Linked DNA regions of Mus musculus: all the other regions are linked to region 3. A link is a contact called in public HiChIP or PLAC-seq data. All regions are on one chromosome and are shown on one strand. Each heading gives the region's core, a stretch centred on a gene start, on an enhancer-like site or on the middle of the called end of the contact. The rest is flanking DNA. Distances are from core to core; before and after follow the strand shown.

Region 1 (3,322 bases), core at 366-2,865, 82 kb before region 3:
CTGCGGAGGAGTCCACAGAAGCCTTGCATGTAAAATTATGTGTGCACCTAGACTCACACACTGGCACAATCTCAGAGATCCCTTAGGCCTGATTAAGGTCCACTGCGGACCGCTCCCAAGAACTAGTGACAGAGGGGTTAAAGGAAAAGACAGAAATGAAAGAGCAAAGAGTAGGGGGTTAATGAAATGGGTTAGTCACCTGGTGTCACGGGGAAGTGACCAGTGAATGGAAGAGGGAGCGAGAGATGGAATTGCCGGCAGGTAGGTAAGAGTAACCTGGAAGAGGACTTTCTAAGCCAAGGCAAAAGGATGGGAGGACATGAGATTTGGGGTGGTGGGTCCTACTCACTCCAGCTCTGTCCTCAGGATCGCTGGTACCTCCGCCCCCGGCTACCAAGTCATCCTCAGATTCATCAAAAGAGGAGGCAGAAGAGAAGCCGCCAGTGCCCCCCTCAATCCGGGATTGGGGTCCCACCGGCTGGGCCTCAGGTTCAGGAGTCTCTGGGGTGATGATAAGGCGGGGCACAGGACACAGGGAGCTGCACTCCAGGTGGGAGCACAGGTTAGTCACCAACTCTCCAGGCTCTGATAAATCTAATGGATCATTTCCATTGGACTCCCCCAAAACGCTGTCATCCCGGAGGCCATCAGTGCCAGGTTGAGTCAAGGCACTCTCAGTGTCTTTTGAGGAAAAACCATCACTCCCAGGTTGTCTGCAGGCTGTCTGAGTACTAGGTCCTTTGAGAGAGTCATCAGTTTGGGACTCTATCCAGAAGCCGTCGGTGTCATGTGGAGTCCTGGAAGCATCCGCGGACAATTCTTTGCCGGAGTTATCAGCACTTGATTCTGGTGAGAGGCAGACTGGGTGAGTTTGGAGTTTGGACACGCCATGGTGGGTCCTAAGGTTATCAACCCTGGGCTTGTTGTCCCTCTCTGGCAGAGTCTGCCACATATCGGATCTGTCCAGTTCGGTCCAGGACTCATCAAACCCTGGTTGGGTACAGAGGCTGGCTCTCTTTGGCCGAGACTGGAGGTCAGATCTGTGAAGATCAGTTCGAAAGCCATCTGTCCAGGAACCGGCCATCTCCATCTCAACCAGGGGGCTGTTCCTTCTTGGATGTGTCTGGAGGTTGGACCCGTCTAGCTCCTTATTTTGCCTGGGCTTCTCCGACGCAACTACTAGGCCAGCTGCTTCGCACTCCGCGTGTCCATCTCCACAGGATTCTGCCTGTGGACCGTTCGGACACGGCGCAGGCTCGAGGTCGGTCCTCTCCGCCTCGGAGTGGAGGCTGGACTCCTCGATCCAGGCCCGGGGACCGCCCCCCTCCGGCCGTCCCGTCGGGCCACCTGCTCCCGGTCCAGGTCGTTGTAGTCCAGGCTGTCGCCGCCGCCCACCTCGCAGCGCCTCCAGCCCCATGCGGGCCTCGGCTGGCAGTGCGCCGGCCTCCGCCTCGCTCAGGCTCCCCCGGCACGGGCAGCGCCTCATACCCGCTCCCAGGGCCCGGGCTTTGGCCCGTCCGGCCCCTCCTTCCCCTTTAAAATCCTACGAGGGGTGTGGCTGGGGAGCCCCAACTCGTGGGTTCCGGCCCGCCGAGCTCCAGGCCGCTCGGATATGCAGGGGTTAACCGATACTCCACCTCCCAGGGAAAGCCCAAAACACGGCCCTCGCCGGAAGTGACGAGTTGACGAGTGTGGGGCGGAGCCTCGGATGCCACCGTGTGTCTCGCAGGGAACCAGCACTTGGCTTCTGATTCTGGTCAGGGTCTAGGTCGTGCGCCCCCGCGATCTTTCCCTACATCACTTACTCCGCCCCAGTAACAAGTTCAACCACGCACTCATTCAACATTCAGAGACAAGATGGACTTTCCAAAGACTTGAGACATCCCCACAGGCGTAAGTTTCAGTGCTTCCGCAGTCAATTCTCAAGCAGTTAGTTGCCTTCCCTTCCACTAAATCTCCCGTGAGAAGTCTGATGCATGGTGGTACAAACCTGTAATCCCAACACTTGGGAAATGGAGAGTGGAGGTTCAGAGGTTGTCATCCTTAGTTCCATGGCCAGTTCCTAGTCAGGGGTAGTCACACACGCACACAGAGGAGACAACTTGATGGTACAGCTTTTTATACCCGCACTCTGGAGGCAGAGGCTAACGGATCTATGTGAGTTCTAGGCCAACCTGGACCACATAGACCCCCCATCTCAAACACTCCTCCCCAATACACACAAAAGGGGAGGGGAATGAAATGACAGCAGGTCTGCCAAATCTGATGTCCTGAGTTCGAGCCCAGGACTGCAGAGTGCGAGATTTGTGGATAAATAAATTTATATGTGTTTGTTTTCAAAGAATTCCAGGGCTAGCCGGGTATGTGCCCTACACCGTTAATTACTGTACTAAGGAGTCAAAGGCAGGCAGATTTCTGAGTTCAAGGCCAGCCTGATCTACAAAGTGAGTTCTAGGACAGCCAGGGCTATTACACAGAAACCATGTCTTGAAAAACAACAAAACCCGGGCGGTGGTGGCGCACGCCTTTAATCCCAGCTCTTGGGAGGCAGAGGCAGGCGGATTTCTGAGTTTGAGGCCAGCCTGGTCTACAGAGTGAGTTCCAGGACAGCCAGGGGCTATACTGAGAAACCCTGTCTTGAAAAACAAACAAACCAACAACAACAGGGGAGAGAGAGAAAGAGAGAGAGAGAGGAAGGAAGGAAGAAAGAAAAAGAAAAACAACAAAAACAGTCTCAGGGCTGGAGAGATGGATCTGTAGTTAAGAGCCATTAGTCGCTCTCTTGAAGAATTGGGAGTTTGGTTTCTAGCACCCTGAATGGGGGTTCACAATCATCTCTAACCACAATTCTAGGGCATTGAACACCCTCTTGTGGTTTCTTCAGGGCATGCATAGCATGCACAGACATTTGCAGGCAAAATTACCCGCACACATAAAATTAAATCTTTTTAAGGCTGGCAGGGTGGCACACACCTTTAATCCCCAGTACTCAGGACAGAGGCAGACAGATCTCTGTGAATTTATGCTAGTTCCAGGTCAGCCAGAGCTACATATAGAAACCCTGCCTCGAATAATAAAGTACATAGGTAAGACCTTTTTAGGAAAGAATTCCAGGGCTGGAGAGATGACTCAGTGGTTAAGAGCACTGACTGCTCTTCCAGGGGTCCTGAGTTCAATTCCCAGCAACCACATGGTGGCTCACAACCATCTGTGATGAAACCGGATGCCCTCTTCTGGTGTGTGTCTGAAGACAGCTATAATGTACACACATAATAAATAAATCTTAAAGAAAAGAATTTCAATGTTTAAAACAATGAAGAAA
Region 2 (3,022 bases), core at 152-2,651, 94 kb after region 3:
TCCTTCCAGATTCCCCCAGGTCTCTGCCCACTCTGCCAAATCTATGAATTATCCTCTCTTGCTAGCTCCTTCCAGATAATCCACAATCCCAATAAGCCACTTCAAATTCACCTCTCATAAACCACTAAACCCAAGCAGAGCATTAATCTCAGAACTTTGTGAAGTGGAGACTGGAAGATCTGTGAGAGTTCAAGGCCAGCCTGGTCTGTACAGAGAGTTCCAGACCCCCAGGGCTCCATAGATCCTGTCTCCATAAAAGCAAGGGTTGGACAAATGGCTCATTGGTTAAGAGTATTTACTGCTCGTCCAGAAAAATCTGAGTTGGGTTCCTAGCACCCACATTCCGCATTCCACAACGACCAACTCCAGTGGCTCCATCGCCTTGGCCTTCTTGGGAATCTTCACGTGTACACACAGGTGCACACCGTTAAATATAATAAAAATAAATTCTTTTTTAAATTAAAAGATAGGAAGATGGAGAGATGGCTCCAGTATTAAGAGCACACGCTGCTCTTCCAAAGGACCTGTGTTCGATTCCCATCACCCACATGGTGGCTCATAACTGTAACTCTAATCCCAAAGGATCTGGTGCCCTCTTCTGGCCTCCCAGGACTCTAAATGCATTTTATGCATGAATACACACAGGCAAAACAAATAAAAATAATTTTTTAAATTAAAAGCTGGTCGTCTATGCTACTATGCGCGAATGGTGGTGGCACATGCCTTTAATCCTAGCACTTGTAAGGCAGAGGCAGTAGGATCTTTGTGAATGCAAGTCCAGCCTAATCTACATAGCGAGTTCCAGCACCGCCAAGACTATATAGAAAGGCCCTGTCTTGATTCGATGATAGATAGATAGATAGATAGATAGATAGATAGATAGATAGATAGATAGATAGAAAATATACCGCCCCATGAACCCACACCATTCAACATAACCTTTTATCTCTGTCACAGACCTCAATTTTCCAGATAAACCACTACTCCTTTAATTCCCTACCCCCAAACAAAGCAGGAATCTAGGGGTCCCAGGAAACACATCAAAGCAAGTCTGTGCCCCCACACCCAATCCCTCTCAGCCCAGACCCCGCACCCCAGACAGCCATCAGGCACCTGGTTGCGCAGCACCGCAAGCGCCTGGCACAGGTCTCTCAGGAAGAGTTGATAGACGTGCGCTTGGACCAGCGCCTCCCTGCGCTCCTCCCACAAGCCGAGCAGTTTGTGCCAGCCAACCTCGAGGTGCGGCAGCCACTCGTCTAGCGCCAGACCGGGGCCCAGCTCCGCGCCCTCGGACGCTAGCAGCGCTTCACTGGCAGCCACGATGCGCGCGTAGTCCTCCTCACGCTGATCCACCTCCTCCTTGAGCGCGGCGTGGCGCGCCAGCAGCCCATCCGCCTCCTCCAGGCTGCGAGGCAGCGGCCCCTCGACGGCGCCTGCTGCCTCCTGCGCCCGCACCAGCCAGTCCAGGAAAGTATCCAAATCGCGCAGGAAACGCTGCAGGCGACCTGCCGCCGCAACCGCCTCGCCGCAGGCCTGAGCCGCTCCGGCCAGTGCGCCCCACTCGGCTCCTAGCTCCTCGGCGCCCTGGTGCAGGCGCGTCGCCTGTGCGGGGAAGCGTTCGGCCAGCAGCGCCGCCTCCTCCAGCAGCGCCGCCTGTCGCGGCTCTAGCGCCTGTAGAGCCGCCTCCAGGCCACTCAGGCGCCATTGCAGGGCTCCCCCCGCCCGGGGCGCGCTCTCCACTGCCCGTCGCTTCTCGCGCACTTGGGCGCGCACCTCGGCCACCTCCAGCACGTGGTTCTCCACCAGCAGCACCGCGCTCATCTCCTCTTTGCGCTGTTCCACCAACTCCACGATGCGGTTCCACCTGTTCAGGGGCGGGAAAGAGGGTGATCGGATGCGGAGAATCCGCACACCCAGGGTAAAATCCAGGTTTTCGGACGCTCAGAAGCCTGGGAGAGTCCCAGTTTGTGCCTAAATCAATAGTATCTCACTCTGGACAGTGCTTAGAGCACAACTTTCAATGTATGTATCGTTCCAGCGCTACCAAATTATCTTCATAATAATATTAGGATTCTGTTTGTTATCTCATTATCTTTCAGAGTTTATTAGCAACTGAGGACGGAAAACAGACAACAGCTGCCTGCCTAGGGCACACAGTCCAGAGAATCACGGCTGTGTGGTGTAGTACACACCTATGATCTTAGCACTCCTTGGGCTACACAGACCCTGTCAAAGGAGGAGGAGGAGGAGGAGGAGGAGGAGGAGGAGGAGGAGGAGGAGGAGGAGGAGGAGGAGGAGGAGGAAGGGAGGGAGGGAGGGGAAGGGGAAGAGGGCATGATGTGTGTCTTTTTTTTTTTTTAAGAATTGCTTATTTATTTTATGTACACTGATGCTGTCTTCAGACACACCAGAAGAGGGCATCAGATCCCATTACAAATGGTTGTAGGCCACCATTCTGGTTGCTGAAAATTGAACTCAAGATCTCTGGAAGAGCTCTTAACCACTGAGCCATCTCTCCAGCCCCATAATTTACTTTTTAATGTCTGTGCTCATTTCATCTGCAGGTATATACACCCCACCCCATCCCTTTTTAGACAGGTCCTAGTAGGTAGCTGAGGCTAGCCTGGAACTTGTGATCTTTCTGCTTCTGTCTCCTCAGTGATGGCACTGGATACAGGTACACTTCTGGTTTTTAAGTTGCCTTGAAACCCTGGACTCCAGTTCCTTCTGCCTCAGACCCCTCTATACCACCCAAAATGTAATTTAAAAAAAAACATGTTCTAAATTCTGGAAGCTCTATTGTGGACCCCAGGAGGCTGGAGGATAAAACAGTTAATTAAATTAAAGTACTTAGGAAGCCAGTCGTGATGGTACACTCCCATAATCCTAGCATGTGGAAAGCATAGGCCAGCCTTGTTATACAGAAAGTTCAAGCTAGCCTAGATTACAGGAGATCTTCTCTCAGAAGTAAAAAGGAGCAGGGCATGGTGGAACACATCTTAGTCCCAGTGCTTGGGAGGCA
Region 3 (3,328 bases), core at 496-2,995:
ACAGGCTGGGAGAGGGGGGTGGGGCTGGGCGGGACCGTGGGCGGGGTTACCCAGGCTCTGGCTCTCGTTGGAGACGCAGCGTCGCCGGGAGCCGTCCAGCACCAGTGGGGGCTCGCAGGTACAGTGGTAAGAGCCCACCGTGTTGACGCAGCGGCCACCTTCACAAGCAGGCTCCTCGTCCGCACATTCGTCATTATCTAGGAAAGTATGGGAGGAAGGGCGGGGGGTTGCGGGGGAGGCAGTTACCAGGATGAACTCTGGTTCACATTTCCTCAGCTCACATTGTGATGGATAGAGTCTAGACTTCCTGCTGGGTTGGCTACATTCCTACTTGGGGCGGGGGTGGGGTGGGGTGGGGTGTTGGAGGGGGGACTGGCCTGGCCAGAATTGGGGGTGGGGAAGGTGGGGCTCATACCAACGCACTCCAGCCTGTGTGCGTGATAGTAGAACCCGTTGCTGCAATAGCAAGAGTAGCCTGGGGCCGTGTTCACACACACTCCGCTCTTGCACACCTGGTCCTGGAAGAGTTGGCATTCGTCCACATCTGCAGGAAAAGGTGGAGGGAGGTGAGGGCAGGGGTGGGTTTGATTTGAAGAAAACAGGTAGTGTGGGATATAGCCAGTCACAAGAGAGGAAGAGCGCAATGGTACCCGCAAGTTGAGGCACGGAAAACTGGAACCAGAAGGCAGGATGAGGAGGGGATCTTAAGAATAAAGTGAGAGACAGAAAAGGGAGCCAGGTATGTCGGAGCATGCATGAAAACCCAGCAGTCAAGAGGTGGAAATAGGAGGAACAGGAGTTCAAGGTTAGCTTCTGCTGCCTGGCTAATTCTTGGCAAGCCTGGGCTACTTGACTCTGTAGCCAAAAACACAAATTAAAAATGAGGAGAGAAAAGAAAGGTATAGCAGGTGGTACTGGCACACACCATGGATCTCAGCACTAGGGAGCCAGAGGCAGGTGGATCTCTGAGTTCAAGGCCAGCCTGGTCTATGGAGTGAGTTCCAGGACAGCCAGGGCTACCTAAGGAAATCCTGTCTTGAAAACCCAAAAGAAAATTAACAAAAAAAAAAAAAAAAAAAAAAAAAAAAAAAAAAAAAGGAAAAGGAAAAGGAAGGAAGAAGAAAAAGAAAGACAGGAGCAAGAAATTGAGTGGCTTACAAGTTTGAGGCTGGTCTGGACTACTAGTGAGATACACTCCTCAAAAATAAGCTAACAAATGAGAAAGCAAGCAAGCAAGAAGGAACAGAGGCAGGGTGAGACAGAGCTTGGCCTAGGGACTGAGGGTAGGTGGGGTTGAAGTCTGGCCTTACCTCTCCGGGCACTCAGGTCTCCACTGGGCACCAGGTAGCCCCGGCCGTGAGGACACAATGACTGGTATTCAGCTGTACATAGAAGGAAAGAACTCTGAAACCCGAGCCCCAGTCCCTGCCTGAGTTCACTGGCTGTAGCCTCCTACCAGGTGCTAAAGCCCAGGCCTGTCAGCACCCACTTCTCAGCTTCATGCCCACTGATGCCCGCCTGGTGGCTGATGGCTCACTCTTGTCCCGGCTGCACCACTAACCCAATCCTTAGTCTAAACGTATCCTCTTTCCAATCCCCATATCTACACCAAGAGCTTGAGCCCTTGTCTCCCTCACAGGCCACGCCCACCTGTCTCGGTGCCCGGGCACTGTTGGATGCGGCAGCCGCTGCCCCAGCCTTCTCCCACAGTACAGCAGCACTCCTGCCACGTCACGTTTCGGGCCAAGATATTGTCACACGCATCTGGAGCGGCTGTATCAAAGTAGCACTCGCGACGTCCACTGCTCACGGGACCCTGCCTGGGAGGGCTGGGTCTTCGAGGTGGGGGAGGGGCTGGTGGCCTGGCTGGAAGACTGGGGCTGGCAGGTGCTTGGGGCTGGGAGCCAGGGAACGTGCCTGAAGAAACAAAAGGCAAGGTATTTGTTTTTGAGAGAGGGTTTCCTTGTGTAGCATGTAGCCCTGGCTGTCCTGCAACCCACTCTGTAGACCAAGCAAACCTTGAACTCCTAGCCTCTGCCTCCCGAGTGCTAGGATTAAAGGCGTACACCACCACAAGGATTCAAACTGATTTTTAAAAATCAATATCATTTAGTAGTCTAGTACGGCATAAACTCAGAGATCCTCCTTGCCTCACCCCCTAAGTGCTGAGATTACAGGTGTGAGCCACCATGCCTAGTTTCATTTTGGCTATTTGCCCTCTCCTATCACTTTGGTATCCTTTGCTTCACACTCTCCCACTTCCTGGTGTCCCCTCAGCTATGGGACAGGAGGGGACAGGTGATTTCCTGTGCTTTCCCTGTGACCCTCTGGGTCTTCACACCCAGCTTGTCCCAGACTAGATCAAACCACTCCCCCGCCAGGCAGGCAGCCTCGTCGCTTGCCCACCTCTTAGATGTTTCTCCCACCCACTGTCCTGTAGAGAGAATCTCTTGTGCACTGTGTGGAAGCATCACCTGTCAATCAAAAGCTGATGGCCTATTAGCAAGAGGCAGGAAATAGAAGGTGGGAGTTCCAGTTTAGAGAGATTGGAACGCTAGGAGACAGAGGCGGGAGGATATATCCCGGTCTCTGAGGAAGAAAGACACGTGAAACCGAGGAGAGGTAACTAGTCTTATGGCAGACTTAGACTAGTTTGAACAGGATAATTGAGTTACAAACTGGCAGGAATGAGTCAACACTTATGACATTTATTCATAAATAAATAAGTCTCAGAGTCATTATTTTGGGAATAGGGGCACGTGTGTAAAAGCTTGAGGTTACACTGCCCCTCCCCACTCAAGACCCCTGGTTTGGTCCAACTTTGTCCTCTCTGCTTCAACACTTTCACTCAACACTTTCACACAGCATCCCCAGGGAGATTCCAAACTCTTTCTGGATTGAAACCGGTCCATGGTGCTCCGTGCCCTGAGAAGTCCAACCTCCTAAAACAAGTACCCAGAGCATTAGCGAGGCACACCTTCTAGGTATGTCTGTGAGGGCTTTTCCAGGAAGACCTACGGCAGCCCCCCCTAGGATAGAACTTGGAACTGAATAAAAAGGGAAGAAGGAAAAACCAACTGAGTTCTCCCATCCTTGCTTCCTGGTCCCCAGTCGGTGAGCAATAGCCTCACACTCCTGCAACCGTGTATTCCCCATAGGTGGACTCCACCCTCAAGCCATAAGCAGGATAAACATAGACAGACGGTCACCACTACACAACGCCCGACTCACACATTTAGCTACTTGTTTCTGTTCATCCTACTTAGTTCAGACACAGACCCCTCCAGAACCCCCCCCCCGCCCCCAAACCTCTCCTCAGGATGGCCGG

The links. HiChIP or PLAC-seq counts read pairs in DNA pulled down with a chosen protein or histone mark.
Region 1: a contact with region 3 is called in an H3K27ac HiChIP or PLAC-seq map of embryonic stem cells, with 14 read pairs. The contact joins the promoter of Itpkc here to the enhancer-like site in region 3. A contact is called at or near these places in 2 of 15 datasets of contacts at CTCF or cohesin (CD8 T cells and embryonic stem cells), 3 of 115 datasets of contacts at active chromatin or transcription factors (all in embryonic stem cells) and 3 of 9 other capture datasets (adipose tissue, liver and pancreatic islet).
Region 2: a contact with region 3 is called in an H3K27ac HiChIP or PLAC-seq map of embryonic stem cells, with 16 read pairs. The contact joins two enhancer-like sites. A contact is called at or near these places in 1 of 39 promoter capture datasets (macrophages), 4 of 15 datasets of contacts at CTCF or cohesin (CD8 T cells, embryonic stem cells and pro-B cells), 22 of 484 Hi-C or Micro-C datasets (the G1E-ER4 cell line, the HL-1 cell line, the N1E-115 cell line and 13 more), 16 of 115 datasets of contacts at active chromatin or transcription factors (embryonic stem cells, epiblast stem cells, forebrain and 1 more) and 5 of 9 other capture datasets (adipose tissue, embryonic stem cells, embryonic tail and 2 more).

What each region holds. Positions count from the first base shown.
Region 1 is chr7:27,227,002-27,230,323 of GRCm38.p6, forward strand. Itpkc (inositol 1,4,5-trisphosphate 3-kinase C) reads right to left here and starts at 1,616. Exons shown (of 7, transcript NM_181593.3): 1 at 350-1,616. The coding sequence starts at 1,486. It also overlaps a transcript of Coq8b not described here.
Region 2 is chr7:27,403,055-27,406,076 of GRCm38.p6, forward strand. It overlaps Sptbn4 (spectrin beta, non-erythrocytic 4), which reads right to left. Exons shown (of 36, transcript NM_032610.2): 16 at 1,114-1,864. Among named protein-coding and RNA genes, the nearest start is that of Sptbn4, 42 kb to the right of the region's middle. Within about 2 kb of position 1,402, at least 13 of the 459 cell types and tissues checked have an H3K27ac peak or open chromatin away from gene starts, as enhancers often do. A contact at or near this core is called in differentiating embryonic stem cells and embryonic stem cells, where this site is marked.
Region 3 is chr7:27,308,871-27,312,198 of GRCm38.p6, forward strand. Ltbp4 (latent transforming growth factor beta binding protein 4) reads right to left here. Exons shown (of 30, transcript NM_001113549.1): 23 at 1,651-1,917; 24 at 1,311-1,382; 25 at 416-544; 26 at 51-197. Among named protein-coding and RNA genes, the nearest start is that of Gm30543, 19 kb to the right of the region's middle. Within about 2 kb of position 1,746, at least 41 of the 459 cell types and tissues checked have an H3K27ac peak or open chromatin away from gene starts, as enhancers often do. A contact at or near this core is called in differentiating embryonic stem cells, embryonic stem cells and pancreatic islet, where this site is marked.